2 separate regions of the Arachis hypogaea genome follow, and region 2 is linked to region 1. The links are chromatin contacts, called in public Hi-C maps. All regions are on one chromosome and are shown on one strand. Each heading gives the region's core, a stretch centred on a gene start, on an enhancer-like site or on the middle of the called end of the contact. The rest is flanking DNA. Distances are from core to core; before and after follow the strand shown. Region 1 holds the start of LOC112800598. Region 2 has its middle 25 kb from the start of LOC112803227.

The links. A called contact is a pair of places that touch in the nucleus more often than the background predicts.
Region 2: a contact with region 1 is called in a Hi-C map of an unstated tissue, with 2.5 times the contacts expected there. The contact joins the enhancer-like site here to the promoter of LOC112800598 in region 1. A contact is called at or near these places in 2 of 8 Hi-C or Micro-C datasets (leaf and an unstated tissue).

What each region holds. Positions count from the first base shown.
Region 1 is chr5:8,647,183-8,654,762 of arahy.Tifrunner.gnm2.J5K5, reverse strand. It overlaps LOC112800598, which reads right to left and starts at 3,689. Exons shown (of 6, transcript XM_025842931.3): 1 at 3,188-3,689; 2 at 2,485-2,717; 3 at 2,142-2,400; 4 at 1,488-1,667; 5 at 1,260-1,415; 6 at 575-996. The coding sequence starts at 3,217. The coding sequence ends at 829.
Region 2 is chr5:8,726,811-8,734,390 of arahy.Tifrunner.gnm2.J5K5, reverse strand. No RefSeq gene overlaps it. Among protein-coding and RNA genes, the nearest start is that of LOC112803227, 25 kb to the left of the region's middle. Within about 2 kb of position 4,635, at least 2 of the 3 cell types and tissues checked have open chromatin away from gene starts, as enhancers often do.

The DNA of each region.
Region 1 (7,580 bases), core at 2,440-4,939:
AATTGAGAGTATTAAATAATTTTTTAAAAGAAAATTTGTTTAATTGTATACAAAATTTTAAAATTTAAATTTAACTTTTTATATGCACCGAGTTTAATGAATTGAAGTGCTTCTAAACTCACTTCCAAGTTCCATGTTGATATCATATGCATAGTTTCTACAGCAGTCAAACAGATTAGTTTGGCTTAATGGACTATGCTGTTTATTATAATTTTTTGCCCTTATCGAATCAATTGTCAATCAATTTTGATAGCCATCTTTATATATTATAATCTCTTACTTATGTTTGATCGTGTTAAGTTCTATTATAGCAATTAATATTGGATTAATAGTCAAAGTAATCTCATAAAAATTATGTGCGTCAACTTGATCTTTCCGTATGTTAAATAATGTGTCACAAAATAATTAAGCCATGTATCATCTTCTAACTGAGAAAAAATCAATTTGATTCATGGTTGTATCAGGATTAATTTGAAGCATAGGATTCAATGATAAATTGATGCACAAATGATCATTTGATGATTATTTTCACTATTAGCCCAAAGTGAGAAAGCAAAGATCATAAAAGCTGATATTGAGTAAAAGCAAATGCTCTTGTTTAGTTAAAATAATTAAGTGGTAATGGCATATACATGTTTCACTCAGCAAGGGGGTTATGAACAATCAACAGTGTTGACTTGATCAGGAGGTAGTGACACAGAAGGCAACAGAACACAGTTTGGAGTGTTCTAAGCCAAAATCAAAACTCTAGAACAAGATTTTTCCTGGGGGCAAAAAGATCAGTGAAGTTGGTATTTACACCTTTGGAGCAGTTAGAGGAGATTACCACTAGTAGTCAGCTTCGAGGAAACTCTCGTATGCGGTTCCTCGCAGTGTCTTGTTAACCTCATCCCAGTTTTGAATGTGGTCTGACAATGGCCCCTTGTGTATCTTAACCTGACGGCTCGATAACTCCATCGGAGGCAATCCTAGAAACTCTTGCACATCTTTTAGCTTCTGCTAGAACAGAACCAGTAAATCCTATGTAAGGCATTGTAAAGTAATATTGAAGAAGGAATAAGACGGTTACTCTTGACTTTACCCTTAACATAGAGACCAGGAAGACTCTGAGAACTTGGTAAAACAATGTGGTACAAAAAGTTCATATTCTTCATATTTATATTTGACACATTTGCAGCTAAACTCAATTCTAGTAACAGCGATAAATTAATTTACGGTTTTGATAAGCAAAAGTATTGAGTTCGTGGTGAGATCCTTACAGTGCGATTTCTCATGAGATCCTCATAGTACAATATCATATGCCGAGTGCTGTTGAAGTATTCTAAAGCGTTTGTGGCTCTCTTCTCCATGTCCTTTAAGTCATCCAGCAATGATGTAGAGTTTATGGTAGGCTTGTACCTTGAAAGAATATCAGCCTAAAATAAATGCGGATATGAGTGTCATTTCATTTATGTAACAGAAATCATGGGAAAGGAAGAAGGAGATACCTCTTCTGGAGAGTGTACATGAGATTTATGAGTTCCATTCAAAAGCTTAGCATAACGGTCATATGAATTGGCATGCATCGATACCATCCTTCGTAGTAAGTTTCTCCGGAAAAGAAATATGACCGAAACACTTCTTCTATTGAAGTATTCCACTACTTCCTTATGGTGCTCCATTACTCCCTGCACAGAACCAGACCGTGCCATGCCGTCAATGGTTTAACTCAAATCCTCCTCATCCAAATTCCAAAATAAAAGAAAGGCTGATAAATTACAGTGCAGCCTAAGCCCATTGCAGAACTACAGTATGGTGTAATTTTTTCTTCTTGTTGGATCATATATAATAAGAACGCAATTCTTGCTTGTAATTTAATTTGCAGCCAATTAGTCAATGATGCAGAATATATTTAATGATTGATATGTCATGTCGGAACTGAATCCGGGCGTCAGTAATGAGTGACTATTGAAATGTTTCATGAGAAGTATATAGAATCTTCCAGGCCAATATATCTAAGAACCTCATAGTTTACACAACAGCACAAAATTGAAGCAAAGTCTTATAACAGTTCGTTCAGCGTAACAAGCCAGAAATTCCATAAGCCATTGACCAACATTAACAACAATCAATGTGTGACTATTTTGGGAACAAACATGTACCTGATTAAGCATCCACTTTAATCCGGTTGCAGCAGAACATTCATTCTTGGAAGCACTATTGAACCAGTCTAAATTGTAAACTCTATCCAACGTCTGTATAATAGAAGAAGCATTTTGCCTTCTCTCTTTAGCAGAAAAGACTTCCCCATTTGAGCTTACATTAATGTGACTATTTAAAAGGGTCTCAAACCACCCGCTGCCTGATCTCTGATTCGACAATATGGCAAAGAATAGTACAGGATTATGAGAACACTCATTCCTGGAAACGAACTAGGTGATTAATAAACCAAACTCGAAAATCAACTGATAACGATTTAACAGTTTAACAGAAAGTTCCTATTACCTGTTAAATGATACAGGTTTGGGATAATGTAAGTACGAAATGTTGATTAGCCTCATTCTGCTCTGATAAGGCTTCTCAACTACATTGAACTCCACAAAGTTGGTCCTTGCTTGGGTGCTTATCTGCTTTAGACATACCGAGAAGATAAAAATGCCACAAACCACGGAAAACACCAAGACTGCCATCCTTAATAGCGTTGGTGATTTCATTGGAGGCTTTATAACAAGAATGTCCTGCAATGGGGACAAGTTCCATTCCTAGTAAGGGCATCAAATAGGTAAAACGGTGGAACCTACCCTTTTGCAATCCCCAAACCCCACTCTCCAAATCCCAGAATAAGAAAAAATATAAACATTGGAGATTATCAAATCGGAACTGAATCTAGTACTAAATATCCAGATTTCAAAAGCCTCAGCAGAATATAGACAAACTTCCTATATAAACATACATAATGAAGAATTAGGAAGCCCACAATATTCAGATAGAAACACGCAAAGGATTCAACTTTAATCCAATAAAAGTATGACTTAATTCTTCCCCGAACTAAAAATGGAACCCGCTTTCACCATCTCTTCCCCAAGTTGATCGAGTCGAAAAAGCACCCAAATTTAAGCATAAAGAATCGAAGTTAAATAGGAAAGAAAAAGAGCAGCACATTGTTAGTGAGAGTAAAAATAGAAGGTGGAAGTAGTGAAGATGGTACCTTGTGGAAGAAACACACGTCTTCTACCATTTCTGTAGGTGAAGAAGAGAGAAGAGTGAAAGGGTTCAGCTTTGGGACTTGTTTGCCAGAGAGAGGTAAAACCCAGATGGCATTCAAGGCCCTCAAGCCAAACCCCAATCTAATCCCAATCTTAATCCAATCCTCACCGCCAAGTACCAACACAGCTACAAGCCAACACCAACAACAACAACCACCAAGGTACCCTTTTCCCTATGCTGGGTTCTCTCTCTCTCTCAGATTATTATTACTAAGCAAAATGATGATACAAGTGTTATTATTGTTAGTGTTGTTTTAAGTTTTAAAAATGGAAACAAAATTGCCGCGTGTAACGGCGGTGGCGTAATGCAATTAAATGGAGAGAGAAAGTGAGCGGGGAGACCCACCAAGCTAAAAAGACCGGAGAGAGAGAGAGAGAGAGAGAGGAAAAAAAGGAGCTAACTTTGGAATTCGTTTCTTTCTTCACTTTGGTTTCATCATCAATAACCATCATGTTGTTGTTCTAAGTATATTATTCATTAAACTAAGTTCAATTTGAATTAATTACCAAAAAAAAAATCAGAAATGACTAAGGATTAACGAGTCAAACAAGAAATAAGGATTAGTATCCGAGTAATGGAAGTAGAAATGGATCTCTCCAATCTTTTAACACTTGAGGAAATAAAATTTGATTTTTTATTATTAATTTTATAAATAGAATCAAAATTAAATATGAGAGGAAATAATAAAAAATAAAAAATTATAGTTAACACTATCTAATTTTTTTTTTATTAAAAAATATTCACTTTTATGCAACTAAAAAATTATAAATACTAAATAAAAATATATTTAATAACATTTTTATTTATAAGAGAATATATATTATTTCTTTTAATTAATTGATACAATTAATTTTTTTGTAATTATTTTTTTATTTAATTACATCACGAATCAATTCAAATTTATGTAAATCAAATTTTAAAAATCTCTCTTTCATTATATACACAATTATACCATCTTTATTTCAATTAAAAGTCTTTAGGTCCAGTTTAGATAAAATACTTAATTAAATTTTTTTAAAAAAATAGCTTAAATAATAAATAACTATATTAAAAGTAGTTTATAAATAAGTTATTTTGTGTTTGAGTTTTTAGTTCTAAAAGTAATTATTTTATAAAAATATGATAAAAAATAATAATACTACGAGAGAAGTCATTTTTTTAACTTCTCTATAAGTTCCTAAATAACTTCTTAAAAAACTGCTATTTAATTTTAAAAATTACACCAAACATTAATACTACAACTTTTCACAAGTCAAAAGCTCAAAAAAATTATTTTTAAAACTTCCCAAACAAACCCTTAATCCTTTATCATTAACCCTAAAATTTTTTCAAATCATCACATCACATTTTATATAAAAAAAGATCAAAAGTTCAAATTCAATTAGTCTTAATTTATTAAAAATAAAAAATTAAAAAAATATTAGTTTAGGACGACCTGCAAAATAAAAAATTACAATTCATTAATTATGATGTTATCCATATCAAATTATAAATGTTAAAATAGAAATATTTTAACAACTTCTATTATATAAATATATTTTTACATATAGATTATACATTATAAATTAAAAAATAAAAATAAAATATAAAAAAAATCATGAAATAAATTTTTAAATATAATTATTAACTAAACAGATTAAAATCAATAAATAACCATATATATGAATATCAAATAAAAGATATTAAAATAATTTGAAAAATACATACTTTGAGAATGGATAATATTAATTATAAAAATTTGTTAATTATAGATATTATGTAAATAAAATTATGGATGTTATTTGTGTGAAATTATAAATGTATGTGTGTAAAATTATATAGATATTAAATTAATAATATTTTTACAAATTTTATTATACAACTTATATTTTTGATCAACTGTTATAAAACAAAAAATAAAATATAAAAATTATGAAACAAAACTTTAAATAATACAAAAAATGCTAAACTGATTGATATTTGACAAAAGTTGGAATACAAAATATAAAATTAAGAATATAAACTAATAAATTAAAAAAAATTATAACACGAAAAAAGAATAAGTACATGCGCAATATAGTTGAATGTGAAATCAAAAAAAAAAGTGTGTTGTATTATTTTAGAATTTTAAGGTTGAGAACACTGTATAACTCATTTTCTAAAAATAAGCATATATGTAAATAATTAAAAAATATAAAATATATATTTTTGATATATTAATACAAATTAAATATTATACATGAATACATCATGAGAGAAATAAATGTATAATACTTTTCCTATATGATATATGTTATTAATGCAATTAATGTCAATTATATATGTATGCGCGGGACGTGTATCATTGTGAATATATTATATTGATATAAATAAAACTAAAATAAAAAATATTTGGCAGTTTTGAGCTGAAAATTCTTGTTTTCCAGACATTTTTATGAATATACATAATGAAATGAAATTGGGTGAGGACTTTGGAGAAAATTTCCTCCAACAAGCATATAGATAGATATTGCAGAATGTCACATTCAAAGGTAATTGGTCTACACTTTAGAAAAAATAAAATGTGGCTGAACATTCAAAGCATAAGACACACACGCGCACACACACACACACATATATATATATATATATATATATATATATATATATATATATATATATATATATATATATATATGTGTGTGTGTATGCTAGACAAGGACATGATACGCATACGCGAATTCAATAATGGGATCGTTGACAATACATTTAGAACTTACAAGAGATCGTGTCAACGTTGTAAATGCCACAGGAAACTAGTATTCATTAAATAGATTTAGAGAAGGTTTGGTTAAATTAGTTATAACGATGATCGCGTTAATAGACTAATAGTAATAGTTTGCACAAATTGGTTGCTATTTTTAAAGGTTATAATATTTAATTTGATCTCTATACGAAATTTAATTTAATCTTTAAAGTTTTAGTTTTTTTATTTAATTTTCAAACTTTACGAATATCATTTATGTTAGTTTTTTAAATAATTTTTAACGTATAAATATTAATGAAACGTTATCATGGACAGTCAGATGTCATGTTAAATTCTGTAAAATAATATTATTTTGATTTTAACACTTAAATAATCCAAAATCAACATCATAAGTGGTATTTATTAAAATTTTACCTAATAAAATTAGTGATATAATGTCGTTTTTGGACTATTTAAATGTCAAAACTAAAATTGCATCATTTTATAAGTTTCAATATGGCAAATTATCTATATTAATGCTCCATTTAGGTTGTACTCAAAATCATCTCAAAGACCATGTAAGGCATGTTTATAAAGTTTAGAAATTAAATAAAGGCAATTAAAATTTTAGAAACTAAATTGAGGCTGGCGTGTAAATTCAGACAATAAATTGAATATTAACTTATTTTGAGTATTTTTTTCAACACAGTAGATCCTAAAAAAAATTTCTTGAATATGATGAACGCCGGACACTCGCTCACACACTGAAAAGATCCGAGCTCTAAACCCACCCGACCAAATTATCCTGAATTTAAACTACCTCTCCCTTTTAACATTCATCTCTCATCTAACACACTGAATTAGAAGAAGCTAATTCCCCAAAACTAACATCTTAAAAGATGAAAGATGTTGTCACTGTAGCGATGACCAAGCTTGCGCCTGCATTCCGGCGGATGGAAGACGGAGATCGCATCATTTCAACGCTAATGAAAGGTATGTTTATGTGAAGTGCTACTTCGTTTTACTGTTTCAAAATTGTTGGAAGCGACTTGTGCTGTTACAGCTCCGATATCATCAATGTTTAAAATGGTTGTTGAGCCTAGTTTGATTTTGGGTTGATTAATGATGACAAACATTCAGTTGGGTTGAAAGTCCAATATTGTCTAATGTGTGTCTTATTGTGGCAGGCCCATTAAGTTTCTCACAACCAAACAATGTTGCTTGTTTATTCCTTTGAGGTTCCAAATAAATGCAGGAACCCAATACCTCATCCTTGTTGCAAAAAGAAAAGGAAGAAAAGGACATCTGTCAACATCAAGGATAGTTGGGGCTCTAGCAAAGCAACAAGACACAAGGACCCCCACTAACCCAAGGACATCAGCAATGCACTGCTGTGGATAGTGGTTGTGCAAAACACAAGCTTGCAAAGAGCAGTAGCTGCAAGAAAATGGAGCAGAATACAAAAGAAGAAGCATGTCAAGGAAGAAAGCAAAGAAAAGACCACAGAGGTGGTGGACGAACTCCTCGGACAGCAGAGGTAGTGGAACAAAATGAAAAAAGGACTGCATGTCAGGAAGGACAACTCAAACGAGCAGCTGGTACAAGAAAATGGAAGAGGCAACAATGAAGC
Region 2 (7,580 bases), core at 3,386-5,885, 79 kb before region 1:
TTTTTTATAACATCTTACTATAATTAATACTCTAAATAATTAATAATTTTTTACGATATATTACTATAATTAATAAAATTAATCTAGCATAATTATTAATTTCTCATTAATAAAATTACTCAAAACATACTAAAATACATATGTACATAAACTAATATAAATAATATTTAAATATAGGAAAAACTACCAAAAATATCTATGAAGTTTACAAACGCTGACAAAAATACCCATAAACTAAGGAAATTAATGATGTACTCATGAAAGATGGGTTATGTATGACAAAAGTATCCAAACCCTAAATTTTTGTTAATTTTTTAATAAAATTTCCAAACTACCCCACCATCAACCTCAACTCACTTTTTCAATCTTCTATAACTTAACATGCACCTTTAAAACCCTTGCCATGGAGTCCAAAACTACTCCTACAACAGACGAAATGAATCTTTATGGTGTGAGTTTTGGATAGTAACGCAACAGAGAATTGCACGCCGAGATTAACAAAAGAATCAATCAATACCGATGAAGAATCAAAGAAAAAATCATAAAGGAACAATTTTTAATCGTTTCAGTTGTTTTCTCCTTTTTTTTTTTAATTTGAGAACTTTCTTTGTGTGAAGACATGTGGTGAAAAAAATGGGAAAGAATTCACCATGCTAAATTTATTTGCTAGGAACCGGTCGAAGTCCTCTGCTACCATTACCACCATTGATTTCGGTCTGGTTTATTATATAAGTAGTTTTGGACTCTATGACAAAGGTTTTAAAGGTGCATGTTAGGTTATGCAAGGTTAGAAAAGTGAGTTGAGATTGAGAGTGAGGGTAGTTTGAGAATTTTATTAAAAGATGAACAAAAAATTAAGATTTGGATACTTTTGTCATACGAAACCCATCTTCCATAAATATATCGTTAATTTTCTTAGTTTATGAGTACTTTTGTCGGCGTTCGTAAACTTCATGATACTTTTAGTAGTTTTTCGTTAAATATATAAAACACGTCTACTAGATTATATACATGTACATAAATCAATATGAAATAAAAATTCGGTCTTAGGATAATCAAATATTCATTAGAAATATTCTAAAATTTGTGCCAATATATATTTTAATATGATATGTACATACTCTAATGCCAGAAAAATCTAGCCTTGAGAATTTTGTGTATTTAGATTAAAAAAGTTAAAATTTTATAAATAGTTGATAAAAAATTTTATGTTAATTGATTTAGATTTTTTTTACTAAATTGATAAAAAAATAAAAAATAGAATAATAAAATACAAAAATAGAATAATAAAATACAAAAATACATCTAATTTATTTGAGTATATTTTGATTAAATTTTTGTTACAATGTTATAATAATAACATTACAATATTTATTTAATAAAAATTTAATAAATTATATAAATGGTAGCATTTCACTGATTTTTTTTTAAAATATACCGTATCACTTTACTAAAAATGATATTCAATACAAATTTTAATTTTAAATTATTTCAGTTATTATAGAAGTAAAAAATAATACTTAAAATTAAATCTATTAAAGTTGCCCAATAATTTATTTATGAAAAGATATAATTGTGGTTGTGTGAATGGTAATGTGTTTTAAAATTAAAAAAATTAAATTTTAATTTAATTTATACACTTTAAAATTTTTATTTTGTTAATATCATAAAAAAATATTTTATCTCGCCATTTTTCGATCAGAATATTTTAATTTAATTTATAACTTCAAAATTTTTATTATTCTCTTATTTGTTTTATATATTCAAATATGTGATTTGTTATATATATATTCGAATATATGTTGTATATATTAGAATAATGTGTGTTGTCACTCACATAAAGACGTTTAAAACATTTTTTTTTAAATTTTAATAATTAAATTTTAACTTATATAATCGATCAAATTGTGTTATTTTTGTCAAAATTAGACCAAACAAACCAATTTGATCGAAAAATCGAAAAATCAAATCTTGAATCAATCTAAATTAATATTCTTTTTTATAGAAAATAACTATAATACTCTTATTATAAAAACGGATTAAAATATTCTTATTATATATATTAATTTTAAAAATCTTAAATTCTAATTCTATAATGGCATAGAGAAAAGAGAAAGGTTAGATTTTAGAGTTTTAAAATATATAGTAAAAATATTTTAAGTCATTTTTTATAATAGGAGTATTACAGTAATTTTTATAAAAAATATTAATTTAAATCGATTTAAAATTTGGTTAATCAATTTTTTGGTCAAACCGATTTATTTTATCTAATTTTAACAAAAATAATACAATTTAATCGATTATATAAATCGAATATTAATTACTAAAAAAATATCTTTAAAAAAATATTTTAAACGTTTTTATGTGAGCGGCTCCTGAATTTAAAAAATGGAACACAATCCATTCATAACGTTGCAATGGGAATTCCAATTCTATTCTTCACGATTTTAAAGTGGGTTCGGGTTTTGAAGAATCCAATAAAATTCGCTGGAGTATCATTGAGAATGATGGGTAAGGATTATTGTCGCTGTGAGAATATATTAGAATTAATTTGTTTTTGTTTTTGGATTTGTGTTTCTAATATTTAAATTATCATATTTGTATCTTTAATGTTTGTAAAAATGATTTAATGTTATCCTATTATTAATTACACATCATGAACACTTTAATTTGAGTTTTAAAAATTTCTTCTTGAAGTTAGAATACAAATATTTGGGATAGAATCGATGATCTACTCCAAAAAATAGCTCATCAAAAGTTGAAACTAATTCCTACAACATTTACATAATTCACTTTTCTAGAAACATAATTAAATCTAAACACAAATAGTGGATATAATATTAAAATCGAACACATCCAAGTGAGACATAATTGAGAATGAATACATCCAAGTGAGAATAATTGAAAAATATAATCTGATTTGTTAGTATAATTGATAGTAGGATAACATTGAATTACTTTTATAAACGTTAGGGTTACAAATAGGACGATTTAAACGTTAGGGACACAAATATGACTTACCCCAAATGTTGGGGACAAAAACGATAGTTTACTCTAGAATTAATTAGTATCGATTAGAATTATTTAGATATGTTAAATAATATTAATTGATTTAATTGATGTTGATTATATTTATCTGTTTTATTAATTTATGTATTTTTTTATTAAGTTGTTTCAAATAAGTTTTAAATTTAAATTGTCACTTGAATTTGAAGAGAGATATTAGAGTATAATTAGCATCAATTAGATCAATTAGTATTATTTAACATATCTAAATAATTCTAATTAATACTAATTGATTCTAATATATTCTAACAGTCACTACACCAGAGGCTCTCATGGCATAGATCAATTCCACAATTTCTACCTTTGAGTATACATGCATCACTGCAACCCTCAACGGGTCCATGAGCTTCACTGCGGTTCTCGTTAGAGTCGAAGGAGGGAGGATATTGAAAAAGACGGTGCTGAAGTCACCAGGACTGAGAGGAGAAGAAGTTGGTGGTGCGACGAAGGAGTTAATAGGAAAGACGTTGGAAAAGTTTGTTGTCGTCGCCGGCGGTGAAGATAATAAAAGGAGTAGTGCACTTGCGACGGTAGAGAAAAAGAACGAGGAAGTAGAGAGAGGTGGTGGTGATGAGAGGGAGGGAGAAGGATACGGTGGAGACGGTGGTAGTGGTGGTGGTGGTGATGGTGGTGAGGGAGATTTAGTATTAATTTTTAGAAGTCCAACATGAGAAGCGACAGTGAGAGGAACTGACAAGAGTTTGAGAAGCTGACAGTTAATAATGAAAATAAAGGTTGTAATTAAATTGAATAAAATAAAAAGAAAAAGATAAAGAAAATTATGAAAAAATTTCTATCGTAAAAATTATAACAAAAAGATCCCATTAAAATAAAATATTAAGAAAAGGATAGATATGTATTTGACTTTTTAATCCATAGATATTTAAGTTTTTGAGAATTTAAAAATACATTTAAATTTTTGATATTTTAAAAATGTGGACATATCAATCTCTCATGTAGTCATGTTCACTTTGATTTGTTAAATCTAATGAAAAAATTAAATGTGATACCCGTTATACTGATCTGGTTGATACGGGTGCTCACGTAAGAGAGTTTTTAAAATAGGACAAATTAGACCCAGAGATCGATATATCCAAATTTTGAAGAGAAAAAATCAGGAATGAATTTATCAATTTTCCTAAAATATTTTGTTTTAGTCAATCTAACTTACCAATAAGCAAAATCACTTTTGGGCATTTTACCGATACAAATAGATGCGGCTCACTAAATTTGTGCCTCACTATATTAAAGAATGAATCCTCTCTATTTTTTTTTAATAATTAAGGGAGTAAAGTGTAATTTTTTATTATTAATTTTATAAATAGATTAAAAAAATGAAAAAATGTATAATAAAAAATTAAAAATCATATTTTACTCTCTCAATTTTTTTTAACAATTGAGAGGATAATGATATAGGTGGCTTTCACCAAAGGCTTACAACTGAAAACTCTTTCTTGTTGTAGTGTAGATATCCTGTTCTTTTTTTTTTTTTTTCCCTCGAACTGAAGAACTCTTCATTGTTAATAGGCTCAAATTGCCCAAACCAAAGCCACAAAAGGTACGATAATTGAGTGATTGCAATTCATTGGTTAACCCCTTGGACTTTTCTGACTTTATTTTGCTACCTGGGGACAATATGGGTTAAGGCCTAATACTCACGGGTTTTAAAAACTTTTTCACACATGCAATGGGCCGAATAAATAAACCGATGCATATCATGCATCATTTTATCATTTCTCTCAGGAAACTCTGCATATTACTTTCGTTTTCAAAAGATATTTCGTATAGAATAAAGTATATGTTGCGTTAAGAATTGAATATTAACTTGTTATGATAATATAATTGATATTTTATATTTTAACTTATTTTTTATGAGCAATGTAAAAATTTATTAAAAAGCAATCAAGGAACACAATAAAACAATTTATAATTCGTACAATACAACTCATGATTAACAATTATATGTAAAAATTCGATTGTCCTTTATTTGAAAAGTTATTGCACATTGCAATCAAGATAAATAAAAAAGATATTTATATTCAATTAATGACTATCTCCTTGACGGGTGCAATGACTAATACAACAAAATAAAAAAAATAATTCTTCAATTGAAGAAGAGATCGATCAAACTGCTATATATGAAGAAATCAACCATGAAAGAAGCAATAATTCGAAATACAAACACAGCTTTTGCTAATGTAGTTTTATTCCTTGATATTATATGGTTCAATTTTTTTTATTATTTAAAATTAAGTTCATCACATTGAGAGATACACAAAATAAAAAAAGTTAATCCACACAAAAATTATTTATAGTTTTGTTTAAGTGATTGTGTTCGAAAGCATATTGAGTTTAGAGTGTAATTGGTTTCACTTATCTAAGTTAGATTAGCATCTAAAAGTTATTAAGTTTGAATTATTTTAGGTGAATTATAAGAATATTAATGGTAATCAGTAATTAAAAAAATGGGAGATTAAATCTTAACTCTTTTTTGTTGAGTATTTTTTTTGTCTTTTTAGATAATTTCAGGAGACATTTTTATTTTTATTTTTCATAACTAGTTAAGAGACTTTTTCTGTTTGTCTTGTAATCAGTTAGGAGATGTTTTTTAATTTTATCTTCTATGTAACAAAAACAGAAATGGAGTTGAAGAGAGAGAGAGAGAAAGAGAATCACACCCAAAAATATCATAGTTCAGCTACTAGGTGCAATGCAACCTACATCCAATCTCCATCACAACAGTGAAAGAATTTCACTATAATTTGATTACATACACCAATTCTTCCCTAGGAACTACCCATTCCTATCTGAGATAAGTCTAGATTCTATCCCCAAAACTGAACTTGACTTGGACAACTGTCAAACTTTCAATTGCTAAGTGCTAACCTAACTTACAAGGAAATCCCCACAAGATTATGAAACATAACATAGATGTACAAAAGAACTCTTAGACATCTATGGCTTTTTCTTTAATTTTGCTCTCTCTGTCTTTTTCTTCTCACTAGCTTTTTCTTGCAAACCTCACTCTATTTATCTTTTTCACCATGAGACTCAGACAAATAAAATTAAAGAAAAGAAAACTAAATGAAACACATTGAAGGAGAAGAACTTCTGTTAGTTTAGGGTAGCTATGAGAACTCTATGCTTACTCTCCTTGTTTCAACCCTTGGCCGTTCACTCTTATTATAGAAGGGAAAATTTCCAAAGTTGAAACCAGTTCAACCAAGCCATCTTCTTCTTCTTCAATATAAAGGCCAGTTTGGACGGAGAGAAGAGAGAGGGAAAATCGAAAGCAAATCAACATGCATGTACCTCTCTCTCATCTCTTCCTATTAAACTTCATCAATCTGAGCCTTCCATCTTGACTTTGTCTCCAAAAAAGAATTCTGACTCTTGATGAACTCTTGATCCTTGACGACTCCATCTGTTCCATTTTTGCTTCTTCCTCCACGTAGCTACAATAGCTACCTTCTGTCTTGGATGAACAAAAGTGGAAACGAGTTTCACCACAGAGATCTTCGTCTCTGACCGAGATCGATTGCTTCTACTTTTGGCATGAAGATCTTGAAACTTCTTCTTCACATCTTGCCTTTAGTGGAAAAAATCTTAAACACGCCATGCTTTAAATCTTCTTTTCTCAAAGACCATTTTTACCCTTGTCTTTTTCCTTCTTCATAGTTTTTTTGCTTTTCTGATAACTTCTTCTTTCTTTCTTTTTGTATGACATGAATGTATGCAAAGAGAGAGAGGATAGAGAAGAGAGAAAAAGCTTTGGATGCAATGAACGAAATTAAAACAAATTAAATCTCACTTTCATTTCCCTATATACAGTAACGTGTGGAGCAGTAAATGCTATCAAATCACTTTTAATTTATTTATTTTTGTTACTAAGGCAAGTAATTAAATCAATTGAATTTTGAATTCTATTCCACAAGGGGAGTAAGTAACCGAACCAAACATGTTTCAATTCCTTTCTTTCTTCTTCAATTTCGGACCAACAAATTGTTGGATCAAAAGAAATTTGTTTTTGGGCTTCACATTAGTCTTTTGGCCCAATAAATATTTGTTTATGCAAAAAATAATTCAATCATTTTGTTTGAAATTATTTTTACATCAAAATTAAATATTTTCTCATCAAATTAGACTTATGTGACTTTTGACCCAATAAATAAAAATATATACACTCAACAAAATTATTAAACAACTAATTAAAATAAAAAATTAAATTAATAACTTTATAATTAATATTTTTAATAATATTTTAAATTTTTCAAATCCAACAAGTATAAATCTTTTAAAATTTATATTTGTAATTTTTTTATTATAGTAAAAATGCTATCATTATTTATAATAGAGACCGAATGTAGTCATAATATTATATTTCGTAATCAAACAAAGACATATGACAATGTCATATATTTTCTATTTCGAGGCAAAACAAAAAGTAAACTAATCTCCTATTTTGCGGGTTTTATACAATCATTTTTTTAATTTTTGAAAGTAAGTTTTTTATT